Regions from separate parts of the Oryctolagus cuniculus genome. Here region 2 is linked to region 1. Evidence: chromatin contacts called from public Hi-C data. All regions are on one chromosome and are shown on one strand. Each heading gives the region's core, a stretch centred on a gene start, on an enhancer-like site or on the middle of the called end of the contact. The rest is flanking DNA. Distances are from core to core; before and after follow the strand shown.

The links. A called contact is a pair of places that touch in the nucleus more often than the background predicts.
Region 2: a contact with region 1 is called in a Hi-C map of embryonic fibroblasts, with 2.5 times the contacts expected there. The contact joins two enhancer-like sites. A contact is called at or near these places in 5 of 6 Hi-C or Micro-C datasets (ear pinna, embryonic fibroblasts, liver and 2 more).

What each region holds. Positions count from the first base shown.
Region 1 is chr2:32,211,036-32,217,071 of mOryCun1.1, reverse strand. No RefSeq gene overlaps it. Among named protein-coding and RNA genes, the nearest start is that of TBC1D1, 270 kb to the right of the region's middle. Within about 2 kb of position 3,346, at least 1 of the 8 cell types and tissues checked has an H3K27ac peak or open chromatin away from gene starts, as enhancers often do.
Region 2 is chr2:32,333,300-32,339,335 of mOryCun1.1, reverse strand. No RefSeq gene overlaps it. Among named protein-coding and RNA genes, the nearest start is that of KLF3, 330 kb to the left of the region's middle. Within about 2 kb of position 2,760, at least 7 of the 8 cell types and tissues checked have an H3K27ac peak or open chromatin away from gene starts, as enhancers often do.

The DNA.
Region 1 (6,036 bases), core at 2,097-4,596:
AGCCAGCACTCAAACCCACGCACTCCAGCACGGATACAGGCGTCCCAGATGGCGTCTTCACCACTGCACGCAGCGTCTGCTGCCCCAGGCGGGGAGTTCTTCACCTGGACTGTAGGACTGGGCTTGGAAGAAGAGCTGGTTCTGGAAGCTGATGGAGTTCTATGTTAAAAAGCAGGTATGCTTGCTAGGGAGATGGGTGATCATGTTCTCCCCATTCTGCAAGGGGCCTGAAAACGGGTAAGATCACCACAGTTCTTATAATGCTCTCAAGCGTTAGCTAGGGTCTGTACAAGAAGCAGCAACCAGAAACCCCCTCCTGTGCTTGGCCTGAGCAAACCACACTCAGTGACCTGACCTGGGGCCATCCTGATGAGAAGTTCCATGTGTCTCTCAGGATGCAGAAGACGGGAAAAATCTCTCTAGATGAGCAGCAACCTCAACAGGAAGTGGCACTGCACCATCCGCATCCCCTCCTCTGCCCTTCACTCCCTGCTTAAAGTCTCCCTCAGCCCCACCCCGGGTCTGGAGAGAGGCTCTGGGGGCAGCTCCAGCCTTCCGTCTGGAACACCCATCCACTTTACTCATCCTGCAAGACCGGGCTCCTGGGTCAGCCTTCCCAATCCTTCCAGGCAGGGCTGAGCATGTCACACACACTCCTGTTACAAGAAGATGGCTTTCTTCCTCGAATTATGTGCATATTCCTCTACCTTCCCCATGAGCCCAGGAGGGCAGGGAACTCCATCCTGTTCATTGTGGCATCCTTGGCACCTAGCACCAAGTGTACAAGTTTCACTGTGCAAATAAACAAAGCCATGAATGAAAGAACAAATATCTACAAATACTTTTCTAGAATGTTCCTTGGCTCTTCCAGCCATGTGTGAACCACACCAGTGACGACAGAAGGGCAGAGCTAACAGAGTCCACGAGCACCTTCCTCCCCCCCCCCCCAAAGCCTTCATTTCCCACATGAGAAAGCGAGGCTTGGACAGGCACTCATGTGCTGGTGAGACAGAGCCCAGCGATACCTCCAGCGGCAGCCATAGCCAGGCCAGTGGCAGGGTTCCCGCTCTTCTTCCAAGCCCAGTCCTACAGTCCTCCTCCCCAAGCCACCTGGCAGGCACTGCTCCAGGCAGACCCCCAGGCCTGGCCCTTCCTTCTTTGCACTGCTCTCTGGTTGGCCCCCCAACACCCACCCCACCATGTTCAGAGCACACAGAGGAGAGACAACTGACCGGGGGACTTTAGAGGCGAGGAAGTGGCTGCTTCAGAGGCCAAAACCTTCTCCATGACTCTGCCATTAGCCATTAGCGAGGACCCAAAAGGGAAGGAAGAGAGCTGAATTCCAGGCCAGGCGTGACTTTTCTGTGACCCTACACAGTCAGTCAGACTCGGCTCCCTCCCACTGGGATGAAATTCACAGGACTTCCGATAAACTCTGCCAGCCCTGCTGGTGCCCCCAGCACATCTCAGACACCGGAAAGCCAGCTCACAGGAGGCAGGCCTCGCCGGCTGGTGTTTGCTCCTCAGGAAAGGCCTCTGAGGAAGCCCCAGGCCTCAACACAGCTGGGGTTGCTAGCCAGTCTGACTGGCCAGAATCGATATGAAAATATTCAACAGCGAAGTGACTGTGCCAGGTTCCGCCCACTGAGGCCTCACTCGGCTTTGGTTCCTGCTGGTGGCATGGCCTTGCCTGCAGCGCTTCCTCCCACTCCCACTGCCCCTCAGAAAGGCACAAGGCCCACCAGCCCCTCTCGCCACTTTTTGGGGGGCTCTCCTCAAGGGGACAAAGCTCTCACTTCACTACAGCCCCTCCATATATAGAAACTGCAGCGTCACCCAACTACAGGTGACAATGGAGTTAGGACCAAGATGGCTGCATCTTCTCCCCCGTGTCGTCACTCCCCAAACAATACAGTGAAACAACTGTCCACACCACATTTACACTGTATGGGGTGTTCTAGCGTATTCCACTATAACAAAATGCATCAGGGGTTAGAGACGGCAAAATATACAGGAGGATTGTGTAGGTTACGTGCAAATATCGCAGTTTTGATTTGGGTATCCATGAGGGTGCACCACGGGTACTTTTGTAAGAATATGAACCATGTATCAAGTGTTGCTGCCAGCCAGGCCCTTCCTTTTAAGCTTAACCCTCATGCCTGCGTCCCACTTTAAAGCACTTGGGTTCAAGGACCAGCTTCATTCCCAATACCAGCTTCCTGCAAATCAGCGTACCGGAAGACGGCATGTGATGGCTCCAGAGGCTGGGTCCCTGCCACCCACGTTGGAGACCTGGATGGACTGGATTCCAGGCGCCTGGCTTTGGCCTGGCCCAACCCTAGCTGTCCTGGACCTCTGGGGAGTGAACCAGCAGACGGGACACTTCTCTGCGTTTCTCTCTCTTTCCTCTCTCTGCCTTTCAAACAAACACATTCATTCAATGGTTTTTACACATTCTCTTCACCACAATTCTAAAAATTAGCAGTTTTTACTCTGTTTTCTAGAGGAGAAAACAGACTTGAAGGCTTTTGGAAGTACAGCCACCTTTTCGGCATCGGGGCTGGGGCTGCGGGCTGGGGCCATCTGACCTGCGGCACTCTCATCACCCTGGAGTTCCCGGTGTTGAAGCTGATGACCCACGGATGCTCTGACTGAGCACAGTAGCAAGGGGATTGCGTACAAAGGGCAGGAGCGTCACCAGCAGGGCAGAGTTGTGAACCCTCAGTCTGAATCCCCCCATTGCCTCCAGCTCTTCTGCCCTCTCCCCACCTTGGATAGGCACTGAGCCAACTTTCCTTGGTCTCCTCCACCTACCCAGCCCTGCGCTGGGGCACTGGCACGTCTGAGGACATATGTGACAGCTGACACTCACCCCAATCACGCCCATAGCTGACTTCTTGATGGATTCTACTCTGGGCTCTAGAATCAGACCAAACTGCAGAATTCTTCTGGACACAGCCCCTGGAGCAGCCACTGCCTCTCAGCGTTGTCTGGGGACGAAGCCTATTCATCATCACTGGCATAACAAGGGATCAGGAGAATGCAGCTTCCCTTTCCTCCTGTCCTTCCTGCCTGACTTCCCTGGTATTTCTGGGATGGATGGATGGATGGATGGATGCGGAAATGGGGTTCTCACCCTATGGACCCGCCCACATGGGTATCACACCCAATTCTGCTGACTTCGCTCAGTGCCAATGACTCCTTGCAAAACTTGCCGTTCACATGAAGCACGCTCTCTGGTGTGTGTTCCAGGAACTGGCGAGATTCACGGGTCATCCCAAGGCCGTGGAGGATCTTCGGTGTCAGCACTTCATTTCTCGCTCGGTCTCATTTCCTCCCCCTCTAACATATGCCTGAGCTTAAAAACAGCCTTTCACCCCACACTTCCCTCTTCTTTTTAAAGCTCGAGCTGACAAGAGAAGTTTCTTCTCCACTGACATTTTTTTTTTTCTATCAAGGAGGAAATACAGTCCCACCGTGGAGCATGTAGGAATGACTTATGGTCAAAAACTCCTTTGTGTCTCTGGAACCCTTAGATACCCGGAGTTTCTGAATCACTGCCTGATTTAGCTGTGGGCTATAGAGCAAGTTTCCTCAAGGCCCCCGCAGAAGCCCTGCCTTTTGATTTTAAACCAATCTAGCTACAGTGATATCTGCATATTCCTTCCTTAGCAAAACATTACTCAGTGTTCAAAAGGAAGGAAATGGCAAAAAACTTGATTCAAGAAAGTTTGAAGAGGAATAAAATAGCTCTTATGGAGCAACATTTCAGCAATCTGAGTATGAGTAAATCAAAAGCAGATGCGTTGTTTGCTGCTAAAACACGCTTTTGTTTCCCCAGAAAGGAAAAAAAATTACAAGGGAAAAATATTTTGTATAAAATGGCATCTGTTGGGGGCCGGCACTGTGGCGTAGTGGGTAAAGCTGCCGCCCACAGTGCCAGCATCCCATATGGGCACCAGTTCAAGTCCTTGGCTGCTCCACTTCTGATCCAGCTCTCCGCTATGGCCCCTGCAGCCACAAGAGACTTGGAAGAAGCTCCTGGCTCCTGGCTTCGGATCGGTGCAGTCCAGCCATTGTGGCCATCTGGGGAGTGAACCAGCAGATGGAAGACCTCTCTCTCTCTCTCTCTCTCTCTCTCTCTGCCTTTGCCTCTGCAGCTCTGTAACTCTGCCTTTCAAATAAAATAAATAAATCTTTTTTAAAAATGGCATATGTTGGAAAATCACTGGAGATTTCTATGAAACCCAAAGTATGACAGGGATGGCTGAGACCTGGTTGCTAATATCTTGGAACTGGTTGGGGGTGTAAAATTAGATTATAAAATGGTTGTATCATTTGTCACTTCAAGATGGAAACGCTACACTGCTGTGTTTCTAAAGGAGAAAAACACCATATTGAGGTGTAGCAGATGAGGTTTTGTTTCATTCTTTGCTTTGACAGTAGTTGCAATTTTATTTTCTTTCACTGACCTCACAGACTATGAAAGGCCAAAGTACATAGGATAAGACTGGGTCCTGGAGTCAGACTCCACCCCACTAGTGATGGGATCTTGGGCAGGTTCACTGCCCTCTCTGTGTCCCAGTCTCCTCACCCAGCAAGAACAACAGTAGTTGGAGCACCTACCACCCAGGTAGGGCACTGAGAGTAACGCCTGGTGCCCAGGAAATCTCCACAATGCTAGCTGGCAGGACTCTTCGTTCTGCCAGCAATGTGCTGCCACTGGACAACTCTCGGGGTCCCACCCCTCTAAAAACTGGCAAGCCCTTAGCTGGATGGGCAGAGAAAGAGAAAGGAGAGCCAATAACTAAAATCAGGAAACAAAAGTGGAGGCATTACTACCGACCTCAGATAAATAGAAAGGATTGCAAGAGATTCCAATGAATGATTGTACACTGACAAATTACACATCCTGGATGTAATCACGATTCCTAAAAACACAGAAATGACCTAACCTGAACCCAGGAAGAAACAGAAAATCACAGATGTGTGACAAATAGAGAGATTGGATCAGGAATCAAACACCTCCCAGTGAAGAAAAGCCCAAGGCCAGATGGCTTCACTGGTGAATTCTACTAAACATGTAAAGAATTAACACAACACAAGTCAAACTCTTCCCAATAAATAGAAGAAGTGGGAATACTTCTTAACTCTTTGTATGTCTTGTGACTTCGACCTTCCTATATAACATCCTGTGTTATGTCACCCTGATTTATTTTTCTTTATGGTATTTATCACCACTTGTTATATTATGTACTTATGTGACTATTTATTTGTTGCCTTTCTTCTCCCATGAGACTGAAAACTCCATCAGAGTGGGGAATTTGTTGTTATTTCCACTGTTGAATTCTCAGTGTGCCAGGTAGCGCCTGCATTACAACAGGTGCACGATAAAAATCCACTGGAGGAATACACATATTGCCAGACCATTCTCTCACTGAGGGCAGAGTGAAAACAAGAGAGGACCTGGGTGGTACAGAAGTCCAGACAGTAACTGGCAGGAAGAAAAGCCCTCAAAGACAGATAACCAAGAAAGTCCCGTGTCAGGAAAACAAAGGGAAGTGAAGCCTCTGAAAAGCAAGGAACAGTCAGCAGTGTGAATTAACGCTGAGACATCAATCGCAATGAGAACGGAAGTGTTCCCTGGACCAAGCTACACCCCTGGGCCCCATGGTGGGGGTCGCTCGGGGGGTAACCCAGAGCTAGAAGCCAGCGTGGGCTGCTTTCAGGAGTGGTGCATGAGCATAGGAAATGCCTTCAGACAACAGTTTTCCTTGCTTTTCCCTGACATGTGATAACATGTTAATGAAGTATAGTGGGATAATTTTAAGACGCACACAATGCGTACTTATTTAATTCAAGTTTTTACCTCCTTAAACATTTGTCTTTGTTTTGTATTTGGAACCTCTGAATTCCTCTCTTCTGTATAAAATACAGAATAAATTGTGACCTACAGTCACACTGCTGTGTGTAAACATTAGAACTTATTCTTCCTGTCTGGTGTCAACTTCTATTTCCCCCTGCCTCCTTAACCTC
Region 2 (6,036 bases), core at 1,511-4,010, 120 kb before region 1:
TATTACTTTTTTAACTTACATGTGCATGATGGTCAGGGCCAGGAGCTGGGAACAAAATCCAGGTGTCTTGGGGCCAGCACTGTGGTGCAGCGGGTTAAAGCCCTGGCCTGAAGTGCCGGCATCCCATATGGGTGCCGGTTCTAGTCCCTGCTGCTCTTCTTCCAATCCAGCTCTCTGCTATGGCCTTGGGATAGCAGTGGAAGATGGCCCAAGTCCTTGGGCCCCTGCACCAACGTGGGAGACCTGGAAGAAGCTCGGATTGGCGCAGCTCCGGCCATCGCGGCCAACTAGGGAGTGAACCATCAGATGGAAGACCTCTCTCTCTGTCTCTGCCTCTCTCTGTAACTCTTTCAAATAAAATAAAATAAATCTTAAAAAAAAAAAAATCCAGGTGTCTCACATGGGTGACAAGAACACAGTAACTTGAGCCACCACCCCTGCCTGCCAGTGTTTGCACTAGCAGGAAGCTGGAGTCTGGAGCAGGAGGCAGGAACTGAACTTACATGCTCTGATGTGGATCAGGGGTCCTAGTTGCTATTCTAAAAGCCCACTTCCTACAGGAAACTTTGACTTTGGTTAATGGGTTCTTCTGGTCTAGAAAAATACCTTAGGAAGTCAACATTTTAACTGCTCCCTCCACCCCTCCCAAAAAAAAAAAAAAAAAACCCTCAAAAACAAAACCCATGCACACACACAGACACGGGAGCAGGTGTGTCAGAATACAAGTCTCATGGGTATTTGGAACCGAGACCAGGATTTTCTGTAAACAACCATAATCAGAAAGTCTGCTGCCTTATATCTAAGAACCCAAAAGATAGGTGACTGCTGACTTCTGCTTCTCTTTTCCTGGGAAGGAAATTGTTGCCTGCCAGTCAGCCAGCCCTCAGAGGCGATCTGCTGCTGCAGGTTTGCAACTTTTCTTCCCCAGGTTCAGAAACTCCAGTTTGGGGCAGGCATCTGGTACAGAGTTAAGAAACCACTTGGGATACCCATACCCCATGTCAGTGTGCTAGGTTCAAATCCCAGCCCTGCTTCTGACTCCAGCTTCCTAATGTGCACCCTGGGAGGCAGCAAGTGATGGCTCCAGTGCTGGCTCCCTGGTCACCCACGGGGAGACCCAGATTGAGTTCCTGGCTCCTGGCTTCAGCCTGGCCCAGTCCTTGATGTTGCAGGCATTTAAGGAGTGAGAAAGTGGATAGAAGCTCACCAAAAGATAAATAAAAAATGTGTAAGGAACTAAACTTGTATCCTAGAAAGGAGAAGTGAGAGAAAGCCCCAGCCTGGAGTGAAGGTGACCAACTGGCACTCCAAGCTATTCCAGGGTGAACTGCACACACCTCTGCCTGGGGTCCCGCTGGGTGTGGAGTCACACAATGCCAAAGGATGTTTTTTTTCTACCCAACTTCAAGGCCCTTGTCAGAGCGTAGCGGAGGTTAGTGGGCTCTTGCAATGTGAGGCCCATGTAAAAGGCCCTGGAGAGCCAAGCCAGCCACCTGCACTGTTGGAGAAGCCAGAAATACAGTGCACAATCAGACACACGTCTCCCTCTGTGTGCAGCTCACATTCCAGCTCTCGCTGTGGCCTGCACACAATTCTGTTCTGGGCAGGGGTCATGTGACACGCAGACCCCGGATGGCCCTCTCCCCGCCAACATCCTCCCCCCGCAGGCGTGTGCAGGCTTTTCCTGCCTCTGATCCAGTGGACATATGTAATCTTTGACTACAACTCTCAGAGGCTGGTTTTTTCCCACCCTGCAAGTCAGTGAGTGCAAGTGTTGGCAGAGACGCCTGGAGCCATAGGTTCTAAGCATTCAGGCAGAGGGGGAAAAAAAATAGTTTTTCCAACCCCGGCCTGCTAAGGACACATGGTGGGTCTCAGGCATTTCCTGCCTGCACTGCCGGATCTCTCCTCCTCTTGCACACATGCTCCTCCTACTGCCTGATGCTGGAAGTGCACCCCCGGGGCTAGCACAGAGAACACCCCAGCATGGGCCTAGGACAGCCATGTTGAAAGACTGCTGAAGCTCCCTCTCAAAACGAAATAACACATCCTTAAGAATTCCTCCACTACTCTGGCAAAGGGACCAAGCCAACTCAGACTTTACTCTTCGGGATCAGCCTGTAATAAACACTCAATACATAAATTCTCCCGGAACAGAGCTTTGCCAAATAAGCTCAATTTAAGTCTCCCTTACAGAATAAGTCAGAATCAGGGATTCAGAGGCAGGCTTTGCTCTATTCCTTTTCTGTAACTTAGACATAATGGTATCGCGCACACCCTGGTGTTGTGGGAAGCAAGAGAGAACGGGAATGTATCAGGAAGGTGTTTTATAACATAAAAAAGAACACGAACTGTTTCCATCAGCACACGCACACACCCTTTCCATGCATCTGGGTGGAAATGGTAGTCAGGGCCATCTAACCCCCAAAAAAGGAAGTAGGCTAAGGAAGGCTCAGTCACAAACAGGAAGTCACAGAAATGCCACCAGAAAAACTGTCTCCGGCAAAACACCAAAAAACCAAGAAAATTAAACAACCTTGAGGCTAGGTTGGTGGAGGTAGGTGGTAGCTCTAGTTAATGGTTTGGGGTGTTACCAGCCTGACCTGACCCCCTATGGAGGGGGTTTTCAGAGCTGATTAGGTAATTCTTGGCCTCCGTTTGACCTCACACATGGGAATTCTCACTCTGCATTTTAGGAGCTCTGCAGTTGGTAGGTTCCTGCCTTTTTAAATGTAGGTCTCTCCTCCTATTCCCCTGTGGCAATAGGAGGGGCCAGGCGCTCCGCCGGCTGGGAGGAGCTGGGGCTCCGCCTGCCCTCGCCCTCGCCCCGGGGAGCCGCCCGCCCGCCCCGGCAGCTCCACTCGTCCGGGCCTCCCTCCCTGGCTCTCCAGACCTGCCACATGGTAGGTTGGCGGCTGCAGGGAATTGAAGAGAAGCATTTGAGTGACCGCAGCACAAAGCAGCCTCACAGTTCTGGAGATGATGTCAGGTTTTCCTTCCAAGCTTCTGCTCAGAGGAGACAAAATCCTAGACATTTTTTTAGGGAAGGAAAAAAAAAAAGAGGGAAAAAAGAAAAAAAAAAGAAAAGCAAAAAACCACCACCAAAATCGAAAGGGAAACATGTCAGCATAGCAGGACGCATTCTGCCGCTGCTTCTCTCAATTTTCTTTTCTATTCTTGAAATCTCTTTCAAAACTCCTACCACCTCTCTTGCCCCTTCCAGCCTTCTGTACATTTTTAAGGTAGAGAAGGGAAAGGATTGAAAATCCGTGAATTTTTAAGTCGTTCTTCTGTGTTCCTAAAGCTCATTTGTTGGAGGAGCGGAGTTGTGCCTCAGTCACCTCCACCCCCAGATGAAAGGCTGCGAGGGAGAGTAGGAAGCCAGGCGACCAACACCATCCTTCACGGGACCCCAGCCCAAGGCCAGCGGTTCAAGCATCCTTGAGATTCAGGTAACAAGTCCCATTTTAGGCTGTGTGGATTGTTGGGAAGGGCCTCCACCTACACAGATCTGGGAAGATACTGCGACTTTCCAAGTGATTTTACATTTGAGCCCCAGAACAACTGTGTGAATTCAGCTGGGGTCAGGGTGAGAGGAGCAGCGAGGCCGCTCAGCCAGTTCCCTGGGAAGCCGAGACTGAAAGATCCACGTCTGCCGAGGGCTCCTCCAGCAGCCTATCAAGGCTCTATGGCCAACAGGTTCTACAGGCTTGCATTCATGCTAAGCAAGCTGTCCCCATTTTAAACACAGGGTAGCATGAGCATTTAAAATAACTTTTCACAAATTACATAGGGTGTGTTTCTTTTGCAAAAGTAGGACTCTGGGGGCCCTTTTCAATAGATAATGTTTTAAATTAAAATTTTGTTTTTAAGGAATACTTCACTTACGTGATTTAAAAGTCAGAATTCTACATCACAGTATATCTGGAAAGTTTTGCTTATCACCTCTTTCTTTTCATCTGACTTCTCGACTCCCTCCTCTCCTTTGTAGATCATTCTTATTCCTTTCATCCTATCGACGTTTATGAAAATACAAATCAGTACAAATGTGCACTCAATACAAATACGAGAGAGTGGATTTAATGCATTTTGAATTGGACTACTGGAGTAGGGAGTGGGTTTTTGTAAACCATCCCCCTCTTGCCTTGGACCCCTGGGGTTGTAGTCATCAATCTGCATACGGCTCAGCTGAGACTGAGAACCCAAGAGCTCAAGCAATGGAAGCCACAGTGGGATAGGTTTGTGCCATGAACCTGGGCCCCTCACTGAACTGAACCAGACATGGCTGCCATCAGTCAAGCCTGGATTCTCAGCTGTTTCCTGGGGGAAGAACTGTCTAGACTCAAACAGAAACAGAGCAGAGCAGGCAGGCAGGCCCCAGTGAGGGGTTTCTGACAGTGGTTCCTCCCAGGAGGAACTGAAATCAGAGTCAGGGCCCTCTGCTCTCCGGTGCTGTGGGCATGGCAGGTCCTGGGGTGGGAGCTGGCGGCTGGCACAGACTCACTCACTGTCGGGTGCAGGGATTGTGAGCGCTGCCATGACAAAGCACCATGACCCACGCGGCCCAGATAGCAGGAATTTATGTTGTCACAGTTGCGGACGCCAGAAATCAGACCAGGTGTCTGCCTCGGTGGCTTCCTCTGAGGCTGTGAGGGACAGATCTGTCCCCAGCCTCCTGATGTCTCCCCACCTTTTACCGTAAGGACAGCAGTGTTGCTTGGAGAAGGCCCACGCCGGCCATCTCACTTCGACTGGGTTATCTCTGGGCCGCCCCTCTCTGCAAATCCCATCACATTCCGTGGTACCAGAGCTTATGACCCCAACCTGTCTTTCTTAGGAGCACACAAAGTCAACCCAGACCATCTGTTTTCAGACCCACAAGTGCCCTCCACACCTCCAGAAGTGCTGGCCTCACATGCTCACTCCACCATTGAGAACAAAGCTACCCAGAGGCTGCACAGGTGTCATGGTGCTTGGGGACACAGCGGGAAGTGGGCGGCAGGGTGAGACCCCCTGCCTTAGATACTGTCTGTGACCTAAAAACAATATGCTTTGCATTGGGAGAGTTGTCCCCTTCAATCTCAACACATCCTTCGTCTCTGTAGGGACCAAGGAAGAAATAAAAGTCCCTCCAACGACGGAGCTCCAGCACCGCCCTCTCCCCGCCTCAGCGACTCGCCTGCCCTTTGGAACCGAGATCCTCGTGTCCAGATGCTGCCCAGATTTTTCATACCCTCCTTTCGCTCAAAGATTTTTCTTTACCTACATTTTGGAATGTGTATGCTAAGCTAAAAAACACATCACTCTCTGTAGCTGGGCGTCTGGTGTTGCGGTGGTTGATCATTTTACCTTTGTTTCTGTTAAATCTGCCCTGACACCTTTGCCAAGACGCTGTGACAAACACTTTGGCCCCGTGACTTGGCATGACCAGGTGTGGCTTGGCCTGCGCTCGCCAAGCAGGTGGAAACAGCCAACTTCAGTTCAAACTTGCTCTAGGGATCCAGCACCTGGAAATCCCCACAAAGCTAACCCCATTCCAGATCTTTCTCAACACCCGAGAGGAGGCAGCACAAGGGCCAATTGTCCTTACCAGTTTCTTTGCCTGCAGTTCTATAGTCTGAGGCGTGGTGGGGACAGTGGGAAGTAGACCTGTACAGGAATGCGTGTGGGGTCTGCAGTCAGGAAGAAGAGTTGATGCCTTGGAGACACTCAGCCGGCGAGCACCAGCCAGCCCCTGCAATCCTGAGGGAGGAGGCTGGATGACCCCAGTCCATGGGGGCCTGCCTCAAACCCCTCCACAGGCCCAGACCAAGACCCGTTCCCCCCAGGGCTGTTGCCTTGGTGACTTGGATCCTTTGTTACTTCCCGTCATCCCTGCTTTGTGCATTTCTTGGGTTCCCTCCTTGTTGTCCATGCTTCTTGGATTGCATCCAACGCTGAGTAATGAACCAGAGCCAGCAGCTTTGAGAGGTTAAAGTGCCACTCCAAGGCGGGGAGTCATTAAAGCTCCAGGTCTCAAACTGGGAGCCCCTTCCC